2 separate regions of the Mus musculus genome follow, and region 1 is linked to region 2. A link is a contact called in public HiChIP or PLAC-seq data. All regions are on one chromosome and are shown on one strand. Each heading gives the region's core, a stretch centred on a gene start, on an enhancer-like site or on the middle of the called end of the contact. The rest is flanking DNA. Distances are from core to core; before and after follow the strand shown.

Region 1 (3,365 bases), core at 9-2,508, 72 kb before region 2:
ATTTTAAAAATTATGTTTGATGTGGGTGGGCACAGCTCACAGTGGGAGGTGTCATCTTGGACATCTGGGGTGTTAAGAAAGCATGCGGATCCACTCACTGGTCCGTGCCTGGTGTGTTCCGGTCATTCTGCCTCGTGCCTCCCTGCGCACTACTTTTTGCCCTCCTCACAGGGGTGCTTCCTGGGGGTTAATTTTTCTTTCTTTCTTTCTTTCTTTCTTTCTTTCTTTCTTTCTTTCTTTCTTTCTTTCTTTCTTTCTTTCTTTTCTTTCTTTCTTCCTTTCTTTTTTTCCTTTAAGCCTCCAAGTTTTGCTGGCCAGAGCAATCGCGGTTTTCTTCATGCTTGTCCAGCGAGGGTCTGCTTACCCAGCTTGCCATTGGTCTCTGGGGGTTTGTTTGTGTTTTGTTTTTGTGACGGTTTGTCCCGCGGCTTTCTCTGTTCTCAGTGTGCACTCTCTCTTGCCCGCGTAAGATCCAGCTTCCCTTGTTCCTCCTCGGGGGTGGGGTGGGGTGGAGGATGGGTAGAAAAGAAAGCAAACTGTAGAGCAATCCGATAAACACGTTGCTCTGGGGCCTCTGCTTCAGTTCCTGCCTTCACTTTCTTCCCTGACTCTCCACGCTGTAACCTGGGGGTTTTCAGCTGAAATAAACTCTTTCCACCCCACGTTGCTTCTGGTTGTGGTGTCTATGCTCCAGATATCATCAGGCTGACAGGAGCCCACGCCAGATGTCCCAGCGGCCCCCATTTCCCGCCCCCACCCCCCACTGGTCTCTCAATGTAAGCCCAGGCTGGTTTCCAATTCACTACTGAGCATTAAGTTCCTAATCCTTTTGCCTTGGCCTCCAGTTTAAGGATTACAGCAAGAAGCACACCTAGCTCCAGGCCACAACAGACAGCAGGAATACCCTCTGCCCTAATCCTCTGCTACGGTGTTAGTTAAGGAAGTGGCTTTTTCCTGTTGTCCTCGCCAACTTCTCTACAGGGACATAACCTGTTACAGCCACTCTTTCCTTCCCGAGTTCCCTCCCCATTCTTTTCTGCCTACAGAACGTGATGTCTAATTTGACAAGTCCTTGCCTGCAGATAGAATCTAAACGAAACTAAGAGCTGAGGGTTGTCTAGGTTTGACCTCTGACATCCTCAAGTGACAGAGCAAAGGGCAGTTTTGGTTGCTTCCATTCACAGCTTGTCACCTGGGAGGAACAAAGGTAGCAGAGGTGACTAGGAGAAAAGCTAAAGACCTGAGGGACAGGGCAAGTGTGAGTCAGCAGTAGCTGGAAAGCAGGAAGGGCAGAGCCAGAGTTAACTGTCAGCTCAAGAGAGCACCGGGTGGAGGCTTCCCAAGGACCAAGACGGGAGCAGCCAGGGAACAAAGACCCAAAAGCCCCAGACAAGGACTTTTTCTACCATGGAAGTTCTTCACCTGAGGCAGGAATCCCATCCCCATCCATGTGGGAGAACAACGCAGAGACTGCCTCATAGATCAAAGGGGAACCCGAGGACTGGAGAGATGGCTCAGTGGCTGGCTGCTCCTTCAAAGGTTCAGTTCCCAGCACCCACATGGCAGCTCACACCAGCTATAACTCCAGTCTCAGAGGCTTTGACCCTTCTGGCCTCCACCAGCACCAAGCATGCAGAGTAGATGGACACCTGCAGGTGAAACACCTGTGTATATATAAAATAAGTAAAGCTAAGATACAAACAAAAGGAAGAGGCCAAAGAGGCACATTGTAGCTTGACTTTGGCTACTTTGTTGGTTCTTGTTTCTTCTACCCTTTCCACCCTTTCAACCCCCTAATACTGGATAGGAGAGAAAAAAGGATATAGAGGAAAAGGGACTTTATCATTAGATTTCCTGCTAATTAGGGGTGTCAGGCTCCTTGGGGGTAAATTTAATCCTTGCCATCAGGATATCTAATCTCTTCTTGTTTATTCTCTAGGCATGTCTACTTAGCAAACCTCTACCAACAGGAACCAACCACCAACTCACAACATCAACAACCCCACCTCTCAGGGCCCTAGCATAGATATACCTCTCAAAACGCCCCAGAATTCCAAACACCACATAACTGCAGAAACTGTCTGCGGCTGACAAAATCACACCCCTGCTAGAGCACGAGGCAAATCACAGGCAGTTGCTGCGAGGCAGCCCCATCCTCGCACCTGAGATTAAAACAAAAACACATTCTTTTTTTTTTTTTTAAAGATTTATTTATTATATATAAGTACACTGTAGCTGTCTTCAGACACACCAGAAGAGGGCATCAGATCTTATTACAGATGGTTGTGAGCCACCTTATGGTTGCTGGGATTTGAACTCAGGACTTCTGGAAGAGCAGTCAGTGCTCTTAACCACTGAGCCATCTCTCCAGCCCCCCAAAAACACATTCTTACAATATTTCTGTGGGTTTTTTTTAAAGGAACCAAAATGCCAAAATGGACACTTACAGCATGTAGGCTTTGATTTTTTTAAACCTACTTTTAATAAGCATGCTTTGACCTCAATTCTAGCCCACCATCCAAAGGCAGGGGAGAAAAGATAGGACAAGGGGTTGTGGAGCTGTTTAGAAGTAGTTCCTTAGGGTGACTCCATCTCTGTTTGTCAGGATATCAGCAGTCCAGTTCAGTAGCATCAGGATAGCAAACATGAATCAGCGGCAAGGGCAGGATCTAGCAGAAACCACCAGTCCTCCGCTGCTGAATCGGCATGAGTCAGTGGGAGCTACAGGAGCAGCCGGGATTCCAGGAGAAGTTCTCCGCTGTGCCTCTCCATGAAAGGAAGAACGGCAAAGACAAAGCTTTGTAAAGCTAGCTATGCAAGCACACCATCACTGTCCATTGAGTCCTTTTCATACCCTCTCCAAATACACACACACACACCCACGGATCATGCCTCAGCAGAACACCACAAGAGCCTGTCCATCTTAGTCACGTGAGTCTGTATCACCTGACACATCCAGAAACTTAGTGGCAGGCACATGGCCTTGCATCCCAGTACTTGGGAGGAAGAGGTAGGTGGACTCTGTTAGTTCGAGGTCAGCTTGGTCTAGGTTGTGTGCTTCAGGTTAGTAAGGAATGCATAGGAGAGACCCAAAGAGGTCCAAAAGAAGCTCAGGAAGAATGGCTGGCTGGCTGTGGTGCACATTACCAAAGTCTATGCTGTTCACCAGGCTCGCTCAGATTCCCAAGTACCTGTTACAGAACCCATGCTGGTATCCTGGCCCTTCTCAGCTCCTCCCAACCCGCCCCTACTCTGAATTTCCTCAGCTCGTGGGCTTCCCTCCCCGGCTCCTCACTTCCTTATCATTTCCTTATCATGAGGTATCAAGATCCTACTCTTTATTAGTTTCTCTCTTGGCCCCTCCC
Region 2 (3,333 bases), core at 458-2,957:
CTGCCTCTGCCTCCTGAGTGCTGGGATTAAAGGCATGTGTGCCACCATGCCCGGCTTCTCCTGGTCATCTTATTTTAACGTCTATCTCACCCTCCACTTCTGTCCTTACTCTGGTCGTAAATTCATCGTTAACATCCACTTCATGTTACACACTTGCAAGCTGATCTTCCTGTGGGGTAACTGGTCCAAGGTGGGAGCCTATGTCCTCCTCTACCCCCAAATGTAAAGGCCGTGTCTCTCTCTCTCTCTCTCTCTCTCTCTCACACACACACACACACACACACACACACAAAGTTAGCATGCAGTAAATTTTGTTGATGGAATGAATAAGCCCAAATTAAATAACAGAGGTTACAGAACTGTGTGTTATCAGCACTGACATTGACAGTGATGGTTCGATGGACTTAAGAGGGGAGCCGGGTGTGGGGGTGTACACCTATAATCCCATCACCCAGGAAGCAGATAGGAAGATTTCAGACTTGAAACCAGCTTGGACTACATGAGACGAGGATAGAAATGGGCCTTGGATGTGCACAACTTTGTAGAGAGCTTTCCTAAGAAGCCTGGGTTTTACCGCAGTGTCCACAGAATTGGGTGTGATGACACACTCCTGTAACCCCAGCAAGAGGAGGCAGAGTCAGGTAGATCGAAAGTTCAAGGTCAGGGCTGGAGTGGTGCTTGGTGCTGTACCAGAGGATTTGGTTTTGGTTTCCAGTACCCACATGGTGGGTCTCAATCATCTGAAACTCTAGTTCCAAGGGATCCACTCCCTCTTCTGATGTTCTCAGGTATCAGGCACTTGTGGTGCAGCCAAATCCATGCAGGCAAAACATTTATACATATAAAATATATTAAAAACTTTAAAAAAAAGTTTAGTTGGGTGGTGGTGGTACAGAACCTTAATCCCAGCACTGGGGAGGCAGAGGTAGGTGGATCTCTGTTAGTTCAAGGCCAGCCTGGTTTACAGAGCTAGATCCAGGACAGCCAACACTATGTCTTAACAAGTTCTTTCAATAAAACATATTGTATAAATATACATTATATACAATATATAATGTACACAGTAAAATATATTATATCTAAAACAACAAATAAATAAAACAGTCTAAAACATAATCGGAGTTTAGTACACTCATAAATCGAACCATCGGAGGCAGGAAAGGGGGCCTGCCTTTCAATCCCAGCACTGAGGCAGGCCCAGCACTGTGAGTTCCAAGCCAACCTGGTCTACAGCCAAGGTTGTATTTAGTGAGACCCTGTCTTAAAAAAAAAAAAAAAAACAGAAGCCAAAAAAAAAAAAAAAAAAAAAAACCAACAAAAAAATCAAATAAAAATTCGGAGGCGTTTAGCCTCTTAAGAAATTTCAAAAGTCTTCTACTTCAAATCATATGCAGTTACAAAGTTCAGTACAAAGGGAGAAACTCCAGCTCATTGCTGGAAAATTGTGAAGACAGTACAAAACTTCCGTAACGGTTATATTTGAGCGAGATCTCGACGCTCGCCTTTTCTTGCAGCTTTTTTTCATTGCTCGAACTTTCAGGAATATGGCTCTCCTGTCACAGTCTTCTGAACCCAGGGTCCTGGGCCCAGCCTAGGGGAAGGGGGTGGGGGGCGAGGGGGCACGGACGAGGGACGCGCGGCACCACTTGGCGCATGCGCGCGGCCGTTGGCGGGGCCGGAACCTTGTTTCGCCTCTCTCTCCGCCTGGCGGAGTGTGTTGAGCGAAGCACCGGACATCGGCACTGGCGGAGCCGGGCGGCGAAGCTGGAGCGGCGGTGGCGGCGGCGGCGGGAGGCCGGGGCCGGGGCTGAGGCCGAGGCCGGGGCTGCGAGGCCCTTGGGGAGACAGGCGGCGGGAGCCCGGGGCCCGAGCCCGGAGACTGGAGCGGCCGCCATGGCCGAGAGCATCGTGAGTGCGGCGGCCGGGAGGGAGCGGGGCGCTGGGATGAGGCAGCAGATTTGCGGGTGTCCTGGGCGGGCCAGCGCCGGACGGTGCTCGGAGCCGGTGGCTCCTCCTCGCTCGCCCCGGGTTTGAGGAGGTACCTGCCCTGGCCGAGCCCGGAAAGGCTGGCGGGAAGGAGGCCGAGCGGTCGGAACGGAGCGGCCTTCTTCTTCCCCGCTGCTGCAGGTTGCTCTGAGGGACCTCGGCCTCCTCCCAGGCCCCGAAGCCCGGTACGTCCTTCTCTCCTCCTCCATCCCGACAGTGCCTCGTCACGATTTCACTCCGGAAGAGTCGACCGGAGAAGAAAAGGGCATCATTAGGGGAACCCTTTTCCCACAGAGGACGCGGCCATGGGGGCCAACCCAAAACAGGCGGGATTGGCTCCTCTTTGACACAGGCGACTTGACGACCACCTGTTTAAAAGGAGTGTCATAAAGAAGGCCGATTTCACTTTTAGCCTGACAGTAGAGACTGTCACCCCCAGCCCCATGAAATAAGTCAGTAAAAGGAGAGGAAAACCAGCCGTTTGTTAACCTGTGGGAGTTTCTCTCCAGAGCATATGTGGCAGGGGTTGGGAAGTGATAGGAGTAACAGACCCGTTCTGACAGAATAACTAGGGCCAACATGGAGGAATATTGGGGATTTCCATGGGATCGGAATCATGGTGGTTGCCTTAGGCCTGAAACAGCTCTTCAGTGGTTTCCTGCATTCGAGAACATCACATCTCTCTGGATTTCCAGGGAAGTATAGCTCTTGAGTTTTGTTTGTGTTTTGAGACAGTCTTACTACTTTGTCCCAGGCCATCCTTGACCTTGACATCCTCCCACCTCACTTATCTCACTGCAGACATTTATGGCAGGCTAAGAGTTAAGGCTTTTCTCTGAGGGCAGCTTCTCTTTCCTCACAGCTCCATTTAGGGGTCTTCTGTTCTCTGTATTTTCTATCCTGGATGCAGACGATGCAGAGAAACCTGAGAAAGAAAGGCTGACTTAGTTTTAAAACTTAAATTTACCATCACAGATGACTTGCCTAGAAATAGGTGAGGTATCAGTAGGTCAATCCGCTTTTTAAATTTCTATTTATTTAAATGCTCTTTACTGAGGTTAAGCAGTGTGTTCAGGTGTTCCAAAGGCTGACTTGGGCATCAGTGGGTCTTAAATCGACTTTCTCAGGTTGTAAGGAATTAATATACTCTTCAGAAGTTGATTTTAGGAGTTTTGCTTTTAAGACCTATGTATTTATTTTATGTGTATGGGCGCTTTACCTTCATCTATGTGTACCACAACTGGTTGTTAAGGAGGGCAGAGTAGGCTTTGGATCCTCAGGAACAGGCTGGGAGAGACTGTGTGGGTGCTGGGAATTGAACCAGTTCCCCTGGAAGAGCAAGCAGTG

The links. HiChIP or PLAC-seq counts read pairs in DNA pulled down with a chosen protein or histone mark.
Region 1: an H3K4me3 HiChIP or PLAC-seq map of the SCID.adh cell line shows a contact between it and region 2, with 10 read pairs. The contact joins the enhancer-like site here to the promoter of Nploc4 in region 2. A contact is called at or near these places in 1 of 39 promoter capture datasets (neutrophils), 1 of 15 datasets of contacts at CTCF or cohesin (CD8 T cells), 1 of 484 Hi-C or Micro-C datasets (embryonic stem cells), 5 of 115 datasets of contacts at active chromatin or transcription factors (the SCID.adh cell line, embryonic stem cells, extraembryonic endoderm stem cells and 1 more) and 3 of 9 other capture datasets (adipose tissue, liver and pancreatic islet).

Annotation. Positions count from the first base shown.
Region 1 is chr11:120,508,009-120,511,373 of GRCm38.p6, reverse strand. It overlaps Gm39490 (a long non-coding RNA gene), which reads right to left. Exons shown (of 2, transcript XR_880363.3): 2 at 2,624-2,766. Among named protein-coding and RNA genes, the nearest start is that of Gm39490, 3.5 kb to the right of the region's middle. Within about 2 kb of position 1,258, at least 143 of the 459 cell types and tissues checked have an H3K27ac peak or open chromatin away from gene starts, as enhancers often do. A contact at or near this core is called in CD8 T cells, the SCID.adh cell line, adipose tissue and 1 more, where this site is marked.
Region 2 is chr11:120,436,074-120,439,406 of GRCm38.p6, reverse strand. It overlaps Nploc4 (NPL4 homolog, ubiquitin recognition factor), which reads left to right and starts at 1,707. Exons shown (of 17, transcript NM_001195023.1): 1 at 1,707-1,908. The coding sequence starts at 1,894.